2 separate regions of the Anser cygnoides genome follow, and region 1 is linked to region 2. The links are chromatin contacts, called in public Hi-C maps. All regions are on one chromosome and are shown on one strand. The core of a region is the stretch at or near the end of the contact, and the rest is flanking DNA. Distances in the headings are between cores, read along the strand shown. Region 1 holds the start of UTP25 (UTP25 small subunit processome component). Region 2 holds the start of HHAT (hedgehog acyltransferase).

Region 1 (5,850 bases), core at 1,055-3,554, 210 kb after region 2:
TCCACTTCAATCTCTGAATCGCTTTCTGCGCTTGATTTATCAGAATTGTCAGACTAAAAGTGAAAACAGTAACACTCTATTATGCAGCATATGAACACGCTCACCTCTAGTTCCCATGCTACACTTTCCTCTTCCCATTCTATCCCTATGCAGATGCAGTGGGACTTATCAAAGATCTCCATTTTATGTAAATAGTTACGCTGGACACCTCCATCTAGATTTTGAAAGCATCTTGGTAGACCTAGGCCCTAGTACCTCATTCTGCACTGATTTGAGTCTGAGCATCTCAAAATTTGGTTCTTTTAGGCTCAGCTGAGTCAGTACATTTGTTCTCCGCAGACAAACTGGCCCTGGATTTTCCTAGGAAAACCATGCACACAACAAAAATTGTAGAAGGGCACACATACAAGCAGAAAATGCTTCCACCTTTCAGGGAAGTAAGTGAAATAACCTTCAGCTGACAGAAGTCCACCAAGGAGTTGGTCGGGTTTGGCTCAGCGCTAAGCTCGAAGCTTCAAACAAGCTAGACTCTAAGAGCCAGTTCTGCCCCAGGCTTGTACAAACCAACCACAACATGCCTGGTTATAGTCAGAATTACAGTGAAACCAGGAGTACAAGCAAAGAACCATTTGCTTCTTTTTTATGTTCTTTCAGCCCAAGGTGAACACTCAGTATATACAACATTAATGCATTAAGTGCTTAAGGAAACAAGTGGACAATGTAACTAATTATTTTTCCAGACTGAAACTCTGAATTCTTTAATTAATCGGACAATAAAGGAAGTTAACCGAAAGAAAACTAAAGCATTGGCAATTTGAAGAAGGGGAACGAGCATGAACATATTTCTTCATTCAACAGAGAACAAAACATCTCATCCCCTAACTCACGCACCACTAACTTTATTAGTATTATTAAAACAACTTACAGCATCATTTACTTTTCACCATGATTAAGTAACGTGAAGAAAAACAGAACCAACCAAGAATAGCAATATTATATCCTGCTTCTTCTGATGTCTCACGTTATGGGTTTGACACCACAGAGAACAATTCAGAGGCATACAAAAATCATTCATTTCTTCCTCCTAAGAAGCAAGTTTTCTAAAACAGAACAACTGGATCAGCCTGAACAATGCAAAATGCTCAGCGTTTCAGTTCACTGAACTATACAAAGATGCAAGTGAGGAAGAAACAAAAATAGATTACCAGTTCACAGATCTGAGTTGCTTCTGGTCTTCCAGAAACCCTGAAAAAAAATAAAAGGATTGAAGTATTTTACTCTGTCAATGATACTATGCACAGGATAAAAACAGATGAGGGGGAGAAGAAATTGTTGAATCACACGAGTCTTAGAGAAGTTAAGAGAAAGCTTAAAACCAAAGCATCACACCATTGTCCCTAAGAAAGCAGACTCAGTGCTCACCCTGAGAGGTTTCTCTCTCAGCTGATGCTACGGCCTATAAATGAAGCCTGAGTATAAATGATCAAAAAGAGAAATATTTTAAAGCAGAATCTGGCTTTAAACAGAAGGCTGTTTATTATATACACACCCACAAGGGTATAAACACTGGAAAAGCTCCGCCTAAAGTGAAGAACTTCCTGCAGGACAACCTGTACCTGGCAAGACTCGGAAGGAAATTCACTCCTCTCTTCTCAGAGGAGAAAGGCCAGGTCAGAGCTACCTGGAAGGAAGGGCTGCAGGAAAACTTTTAAAGGATCACAGAAGTTAGGCAAGTGTGAGGGATCACTAGAGCTGACAAGGACGAAGTTCAGCTTAGAATACTGATGAGTTCACACTGATAAGGGTGACTGTTCAGCTGGAGGAGCAGATGCAGCAGGCAACACCTGAGGTTTGGGTTTACCAAGAGCATCCTCTGGCTGCTGCCTCACCCAGAACTCAGGCACCAAACCTGCTCGGCGTTTTTTAAAGGCCCTTCGTACAACACAGCCGACCAGGGCAAGAGCCTACCTGCTGCGCTAAATACCGATCTACCAAGCAGGGAAGAAGACGCCTGCCACGGGAAGCCGAGCGCAGCGCTGGTGACCGCCGCCGAGCAGAGCGCACCCTGCGGGCGCTGCCTTTCCCTGCTGCCTACAGGAGGGCTCCGCCGCGCCTCTCCAGCCTTCCCCTCGCCTTTCGGGACCCCCAGCCGCCCCGGGGGCACTCACTTGTCGTAGAAGGGGTGCTCCTCCCCGAACTCCTTCAGGTGCTTCTTCTGCCTCTTGCTCAGGCCGAGCACCGCCGCCCTCCCGCCGCTGCCGCGCTTCCCCATGCCGCCCTCCCGCCCGCCTTTACGGCCCGGCCGTCAGGCGCCGCCGTCGCGCTGCCGGCCTCGCCCCCGGTGCGCAGCGCCCCGCTGGGGGAAAGCCCTGCCCCAGCTCGGCGGAGGAGGAGGAGGAGGAGAGCCGGGAGAAGGCCCTGGTGCGGAGACATCCGAGGCCGTGAAGCTGAAGGGCCGCCGCGATCGCCCGCGGCGCCGCTCCCTGCGCTGCTGCTGCGAGCAGAGCCGCTGCTGCGCTGCCCGAAAACCTGCCAGACTCACAGGGTGGCCGAGGCTGGCAGGGACCTCTGGAGATGACCCAGTCCCCGCCGAGCAGGATCACCTACAGCACATTGCGCAGGGTGGCATCCAGGCGGGTTTTGGATATCTCCAGAGAAGGAGACCCCACAACCTCTCCGGGCAGCCTGTCCCAGTGCTCTGTCACCCTCACAGTAAAGAAGTGCCCCCTCATATTGAGCAAGAACCTCCTGGGCTGCAGTTTGTGCCCGGTGCCTCTCGTCCTGTCACTGGGCACAACTGAAAAGAGACCGGCTCCATCCTCTCGACACCCTCCCCTCAGGTATTTATACACATTGATGAGGTCTCCCCTCAGTCTTCTCTTTTTCAGGCTAAACAGACCCAGCTCTCTCAGCCTGTCCTCGTACAACAGATGCTCCAGTCCTCTAGACACAGACTTCCCCTGAATCTGCTTCACATTATTTCAAATGAGAATCTCAATTCACACTCGATTCTTTGTTTCAAAATACTTCATATTCTTTCATATCTCCTGATTTCTGTCTGGCCTAGCAGAAACTGCTCTACCTCGGGCAGGAGGGGCTACAACTAGAGTTATAATGCAGGACACTGCCCCACACTGCCAGTCTCTCCTGTAAAGCGCACACAGCAGATTTCAGTTCATCTCCTGGAGAAAAGAGTACCAAAGGGAAGTGGAGGCAAGGTAATCCCAACTATGATGGGGGCGTGAATAATTTCAGGGAAAAATGGTAGTGACTATAACATCTCGGTAGTCTGTGTTGATTTGAGAGCATCCATGGATTTGACTGAGGCTAGGAAGTATGAACCGCATTCCAGTTAAGGAGAAGCCCCCAGGAGCTGGACGGTACGTTTCATGACACTTTTACTTTCCTTAACTAGGAAGGACACTTAAGTTGTAGTTATTTGTCAACTCCTGTGTTATTAATACCACTGTCTTCCCATTACATACAACCCGGAAAGTTGTCTGAGTTGAAAGATAACCAATCCTGGTGTGGAGAAGTTGTCTTAATCCAGGCCATTCTGCTATAGTCTGGTCTGCTACTCACTGAGTAGCCCCACAGCGTGTAAAATGACATACTTGAGAGCTCCAGTGGTGGAAATGTCTTTAGTAGGCTTCTGTCAAAGCCACTACATCATGTAACAACATTGACTAGCATAACTGATTTTTGACCAGTAGTTTTTCTCTAGATTTGGCAGCCACAGTCTTTAAGAGGAAAAATATTGCCAATCAATCCTCTCTCTGTCAGAAGTGTGGAAAGAAAAAAAGGTTTTGTCCCCACCTAACAGGTTTATTTGCATGTTGCAGTACTTGCTGCTTATTGACTTCTACAGTGTGGCAGCTGAGACAGCAGAAGGAAAAAGTCTTCGTTCACAGCTGAACCATGAGGGCTTTGTAGATTTTGGAGGCTGAACGGGGCACAACTACTAAGACAGTGAACAGCTGCAAGCCTATGCACGCAGATGTATGTTAAACCAACAAACGGGCAATTACCGCTACTACCAACAAGTTCCTGTGAGGATACAGCTTTGATTTGAGTGTTGTTTGTACACTCACAAATTCAAGATCTGATAATGTTTCACACTACCAACTTGAGTTTCATTCTGTTTTTTAACATTGCATTATGAATTAAAAATGCATTAACCTCATCCTTTTTTGATGCTCTGAATGTTAGTACTTGCTTCTGTGATCACTTATTCACACTTCTTTTGAGAATAATAAAGTTTTTATACTGACTTACAGGTTTGGGCCTGAGGCACAGTGCCTACTGTCCCCCAGTTTTCTTCATCCTGACTTCAATTTCACCCTTGAAAACAGTAATACTCCTGGGACCACTGATGCCTTTCTGCTCTGACTCCTTCCTCCTGTGTCCTCCCCATACCTTGTGTGAGGAAGGATCCTGCTTGGGTAGGATTTGGCACTTAGGATTAAATTGTTTGCAAACTACTTAAAACATTGTGCTGCCATTCATAAAAGGGTCCTAGATTTGTTCCCCCTGCAGAGTAACACCTCACCTTCTCCTGGATGAGGTACAGATAACAAAGCAGCATAGACCTTAACATCCCCTGGGACTGGACAGCATGCAGGCACTAGGTGCAGTATGATAACGCTGTTCCTAAACTAGATCACTCTTCCTCAGAGAACATGTAGCAATATCAAATATACATATGTATATATTTAATGTCTCCAACTTACAGGCTGGATGCAGTAGATTTTTTCCAAAGCCAAGCAAGAGGAGGAGGATGTAATGAAAGCCCTTTCTGTTTGGTATCAGGGGCCACACGAGTAACAGCTACACATCACCCTCTGCACTCTTCGCTGAAGCACGTGTTCTGTCAGGCCATCGCAGGCACACCAACACGAGGCCTGAGCTTGGTAGGATCGGGCAGCCCTGAGCACGGTGGCACTCTGCCATGACAGCAGCTCGCGGAGCTGCCTACCTGTTGGCGTACCTGTGCTGTTTCCCCGGCAGCACAAGCAGAGCTAGAAGGCCACGGCCCGTGTCCTGTCAGTGGTGAGAGCTCCACGCCAGGGCTGACCGCCGCCCTCTCTCTCCACAGGGTAGTGACGCGGCGCCATCTTGAGGGCGGCGGGGCAGGCAGCAGCGCTCCTTCGACTCCTACCCACCAGAGACTCGCAGCAGAGAGGGCTTTGATTCATGCGATAGTGCTGGGAGAGAAAACTGGGGGGAAAAAGCTTGAATTTTGTAGTCTGTTCTGCTGACCTAATTCTGTCAGCAGCTGCATGACTAAACCCAGCAGTATTCTGCGGCTGCTACCTGTGCATCGTCATCCTTTTGATCCCTGTGACGTGCGCTTTATATAAGCCGCTTCCTTTATTTTAGAGAGCTCTGCTAAGCTAAACACAACTGATTCCTCTTCGCTAGCCTACTGCCAGCATTTGTTTGCCTCATTCCATTAGTCAGTGCAGCACTTGCCTTTATCCTTTTCCTCATCCCCGGTTTGCCACTTTTACTTTTCCCTTTTCCTTCGTGAAATGCCTTTTTTTTTGCCTCATTTTAGCATATGTATATTTTTTATCGGGATAAATGTATCAATCATTCTCTTTTCCTATCCAAATGTAACTAAAATGTATATAGTTCTGCTGTAAGTTACTTACGCAGCGTAAGTTAAACCACAGTTGGTAAAACAGAACTTCCTGTTCTTTTCCTTATGCAAAGGCAGGTACCTTGATGTTGTCTTGATGTGCTACTTGCATAAAAGCAGAGAACAACAAGAAAATAAAATACTTGTGAAGATCCGAAAGCACAGTCATGACAAGAGAAATTCCTGCTTTCCAGGTTATTGGTGACCAA
Region 2 (5,334 bases), core at 2,239-4,738:
ACTCACAAACACACACAGCTGCCTGCATGACTACGCCTAGTTTCAGCATCTCATATGCTTCCAATCTCCAGACTATTTTACGGCTTTCTTGAAAGCACCTGTAGAGGGGCCCATACCAATGGTAACGGTGGGCCTATATAACAAAATAATTCCACAGATATGCATTCTTGGCTTCGTTTAAATCACCTTCAAAATTAGTTGCATGGTTAGTTTTCTTCAAAAAGAAGTGGGGTGTGTTATCTGGGATTTAGTTTGCCTTAAAACAAAAACATGTTTCTTTAAACATTAATGCTTCAAAATCTGTTCTCCTCTATGGGGGACTACAGGTCAATCAACGGTGCAACTATTGTGTAACATCAGTGAACATTACCCAAACAACCAAATGATATGAAAAATGGAAAAAAGGCTGGAGAAAATGTAAAGGATGATCAAAGCTGTGAAGGCCAAGTAGCAGCACAGAAGATTATTAAGTGATATTGCTAACGAGAAACACTCAGACCAGCAACCAGAAAAAAACTGCCATTATGGTGCTTAAATCTAGATATGCCTGGCAAATCTTTTTCCTCGTTACAAATAAACAAAGGAAATTAACTATGACTGTGAAAATCTGTAAAGTTACTATGAATTTCTGAGGCTAAATTTGTACCTCTGGTGAACAAAAGGCACTTTTGGAGCTGTTTTGTTAGCATTATTTCCATGTTATTGAAAGGTAGTTCAAGGTTAGCCTAGGTCACAGAGGAAAATGTGCTGGAAACAAGAAACTAACAGTGCTTATGTTATATCACTCCACCCCTCCAAGAAAAATAAACCTGCTTGATCCCACAAAGGGTAGAACATTAGAAAAAGCAGATTAAGTACTATGGTATCTCTCATCTTGGAGGCACTTATCTGCTTATTTGTGTATAAAAAAATACACAGTGCCTATGCTTTGAGTTTTTTCTCTTGTTCTTCACAGAGCTTTGGACTCTGGAGTCTATGGGAGTTTGGCTACGGCGGGAGAAAAATGTGTCAACAAAACAGAAACAACATCAAAACACTCCGAAGTAAAGTTTCCTTACAAAGTACCATCACAGGAAAGAACAGCCCAATAAGGAGCACAGTAAATTGTTCTATGATCTCTGCCTCTCAGCAAAGCACTGCTCAACACATCAACTTACCGGAAGGAGGACTTTAAGGAACTGCAAGGATAGAAGCTTGCAGCAAATCAACAAAATAAAAAGTGCTGGTAACATTCATTAATCCTACCTTTTTAAGGCCCCAAAACAGAGTCCCTTGTTCCAGTCCAAAGTTTCTGTCAATTTCACCTTCATATTCTGCAAAGAATAATAAATCTTCACTAATGACATAATCCTAAGAAAAGCAAGGGTCAGCAACAGGGCACTCTGCTTCTAAATAGCAACAAATTCCCCTCATCTTCTTCACAGATGTGGATGCTTAGAGCTGGGGAAGGGGAGATGTCTGCAAGGAAGGAACTCTGACGTGAAGCCAGCACCATTTCCTCCTTCCCAGTAGGCACAAACAAGAGGCCCTTCTATAGCCAGCTCCTGGACTTTGACCTCTGCTCATCCTGAGCCTTTGGATAATGAATGCTGAACAGCCTCGACCACTAGACCCTGCACGTATTCACCGCAACAGGGGGAATTAACCCTAATATGCACTTAAAGAAACATTTTCTGGTTCCCTTTTCCTCATCCCCACCCATCAGGTATTTATACACTTGCCTAAGTTTCCCCAGCGCCTCTTCACCTCTAAGCTGAACAGTTATCATCTTGGATAAAAACAATATTAATTTAAAACAATAATTAGTCCAAAATAATAAGCAGGATTGATGCAACAGAAAGCTGAGCTTGAGTCATTTAACCCACGAGACCTATAATAATTATAATTCCCTATCTTTTAGGACTGTTTGATATCTCCCTCTAGTGGAAAAGGGAGACATGGGACGTGAAGGCAACTTAACAAAGAGCATGTAGTAAAGCTTTTCAGTGAACAAGCCTCAGGAGTCAGTTTCAACTAAGCATTTTGACTTCTTCACAGGTGAGGTTCTGCAAAAACGCATGCATACCCCAGTGTGCATTTATCAAGTACTTGCCCACTTTGGTGGGAGCGCGTTTCTGGCTTTACTGCCACTAACTTGCACAGTTGGAAGGCAGCAAGGTTAGTTAGCACAAAACACCTTGCTAATTAAAACCTAGCACGATGCAGTACACAATTCTCTAACTAGGTGTTATCCTGAATTATGTAATATCCACTTTGTTACCATTAACATATGAATGTGATGCACTGGGAGGCGCACAGCCCACACTGTGCATCAAAGCCACAGGAGCAAGGTCTTAAACTGTGCACCCAAGGTCAGCAGCTCCTGGATCCCAGCCACAAACGGGGCTCACTCACCTCCACCGCCCCTTCTAACAGAGGTTTTGTCCTTACCGAGCCTCCATGTGTCGTTCCCTTCTGCCACGCACACACACATCTCTGAATTTTACAGGACCACTCGCTGTCTTAAACTCCACCACATGTACTAAAATTTGCCTTAGCACGGTCTCACTGCTCTTGAGGGGAAAGCAAAGAATAAAGCCACCACCTACAAAATGAAGGGAAATGCGCCCAACAGCCCCTTTTCCTAAGAAACCCTGAGCTTCAAAGGTGTCCGTCACTTCTGTTTTGACAGCTGAGTGCCAAGGTGCCATCACCGAGGGCATTCCCAGCGCTTTAGGCACAAACTCTTCATGTGCCTCAGAACCAAACCCCTGGCAGAGCGGGCACCTCGCTAGCGGTTGCTTTCACGTTGCCAGCTTACTGCCAGAAAAAGCACTGATACTTTTTGGAGCGAGGAAGAAACTTAACAGTGCAGACAAACCACGCCGAGCCACGGGCCAGAAACACAGGAGACGTGAGGCCACCGGCACCGCAGACTTACTTTGAGAAACTCGGTGCACTTCATAGAAAGAATACAAGTGGGAGCCAACCGTAAGGAACAGGTAGGTGGCCATTTCCCAGGCCGGCAGCATCACCAGCCCCGGAGCCGCGCCGCCGTCCATCGCCCCGACGGCAGCTCCGCAGCAAGCCCTTGAAAACAGCAAGGAAAACAAAGACGGGTGCGAGGCAGCTCGGCACCCGGGACCTCCGCAGCGCTCTGCACACCCACCGGCATGCTGCGAGCGCTCCGGGCGGACAGAGCCCTCCGTGGAGCACGGCAGCACCTCCCCACGAGGGTTGGGGTTTGGGTTTGCCTCACGGCTCCCCACGCGTGCCCGCAGGCGGGGCACACGGCCGGCGGCACGCCCGCAGCCACCTCACAGAGCCCCGCGCCCCGGCAGCCGCTCCCCTACCTGCTGAGGGGCCGGGGCGGCAGCACCTCGGGGGCAGCTCCGAGGAGCCCGGCGGCCCTGCCCCTGCCCCCGTCCCGGTCCCTGTGCCCCCGCTGCCGGCCGCCGGGCGGCGGAGCGGACACCGCGGCCTGCACCGGCCCCGCCGCGTTTCCGGCTCCGGGGCTGCGGCTCCGCCCTGGGACCGGCCGCTGGAAGCACCCGGAGCGGGGCCTGGGCTCCCCGTCGCGGGCTGGAGGAGCCCAGGGAGCCCCCAGGGGGCTTTGGGAGGACGGGGGGGGTTGGGATCGGGGAGAAGAGGGGCTGTCGGTGAAATGGGGTGGTCTGAGAATGCGAGCTGAACGGCTTCGTTCTGGGGACGGTGCTTGGGAGGATGCTGCTCGTGTCTCGCCGTTTCTCTGTTCGTTAGAGCGCTACACCTCTCGTCATCACGTAACTCAGTCACTGAAACATCGTCTTCTTCGAGCATGAAATATGCAATAGATGTATGGTGAACATTGCCTGAGGCACTGCCGCAAGACCGCTTTCCTGGCCCATGGCTTTCACCTACTTTTGCTCCCCTTTCTGGCTGAGATGCCTTTAGGGATGTAAAGCGCCTATCTCCAATTTCAGGTGGCATTTTATATCCCTGTCCTACCTGTCACCTCTTAGCGGGAGTCAGCTGTTCCTGTGGAATTGTCTGTGTGGCCCACTTAGAATCACAGAATCATTAAGGTCGGAAGAGATCTCCAAGATCACCTGGTCCAACCGTCCCCCTACCACCAATGTCACCCACTAGACCATGTCCCTAAGCACCACGTCCAACCTTTCCTTGAACACCCCCAGGGACGGTGACTCCACCACCTCCCTGGGCAACCCGTCCCAATGCCTGACTGCTCTTTCTGAGAAGAAATGTCTCCTCATTTCCAACCTGAACCTCCCCTGGTGCAACCTGAGGCCATTCCCTCCAGTCCTATCACTAGTTATCTGTGAGAAGAGGCCGACCCCCAGCTCCCCACAGGTTCCTTTCAGGTAGCTGCAGAGAGCAATGGGGTCTCCCCTGAGCCTCCTCTTCTCCAGACTAAACAACCCCGGTTCCCCCCAAAAATATAACAACATTTACATAACAGCACCAGAACACCACCACTGTTAAAACTTTTTAAAAATTCCCACAGTACTGTAGCAGTTCTGGCCACTAAGGGTCAGTAAAGCTTATATTTTCCTACAGTTTTGTGGTTTCTCTTCAACAGCATGAAGTCAGTACAGAGAGAAGGCCCTCTAGATGGCTGCATAATACAAACTGTATGCGTGTAGAAGCGGTTTTTGCCACTTTAAAATGGGAAGAGGTTACATCTTGTACATCAGGTTACATTGAAAATGACATATTTTTAATTAGTTATGTGGTGACATCCAGGGGGCCATGCATATTCTGTGACCGTGTAAGCAGCTCTGCTTTCATAAAGTTCACTGCCAAGCTAATTGAGCAAGAACACCAACAAACTCTGACAATGGTCCCATCTGGAAGATTTTCCTGTCTGGACTTCTAAATTAGATGAGATTTTTTTTTTCTTTCCACATTTATTCAACGGATTTTATACAGTAAAATGTGAGAAGAATCTCAATGAATGACTTTGCAAGACTAGCTGTAAACTAAGCTGTTGAACATAGCTGGCATGAGCTACATACCGACACAGCCCTTACAGTTTTGGATGGCATGAATAAGAAGAGAATCCTGCTGTTGCGATAGTCAGTGACAGGCAGTTGATGAACTAGAAAGCCAAAACCTTAAAAAGTGATACCAGAAAGCCCCACTTACAATTTGATCAACAAGAATATGAAGTTTTTTAAAAGTCTCTTGACCTGCATCTAAGCACCTGAAAGGCCTGTCAGCCCCCCCAAGGCACGCTGCCTTTTATGAAGAAAGTGGTTTGATGCTGTGCAGGTTTCTCCAAAGTCAAAACGCAGCAATCCAGTTTGGGCAGAACGATGATGGAGGTGCTTCCCTGGGACTTGAGGAAGACAAACT

What was found. A called contact is a pair of places that touch in the nucleus more often than the background predicts.
Region 1: a contact with region 2 is called in a Hi-C map of granulosa cells, with 3 times the contacts expected there. The contact joins the promoter of UTP25 here to the promoter of HHAT in region 2. A contact is called at or near these places in 2 of 7 Hi-C or Micro-C datasets (granulosa cells and liver).

The regions. Positions count from the first base shown.
Region 1 is chr3:25,840,248-25,846,097 of Taihu_goose_T2T_genome, forward strand. It overlaps UTP25 (UTP25 small subunit processome component), which reads right to left and starts at 2,305. Exons shown (of 12, transcript XM_013174084.3): 1 at 2,169-2,305; 2 at 1,206-1,245; 3 at 1-53. The coding sequence starts at 2,272. LOC136790355 (a long non-coding RNA gene) reads left to right here and starts at 2,277. Exons shown (of 2, transcript XR_010830130.1): 1 at 2,277-2,840; 2 at 3,843-4,270.
Region 2 is chr3:25,633,674-25,639,007 of Taihu_goose_T2T_genome, forward strand. HHAT (hedgehog acyltransferase) reads right to left here and starts at 3,489. Exons shown (of 10, transcript XM_066993754.1): 1 at 3,333-3,489; 2 at 2,921-3,069; 3 at 1,246-1,313. The coding sequence starts at 3,041.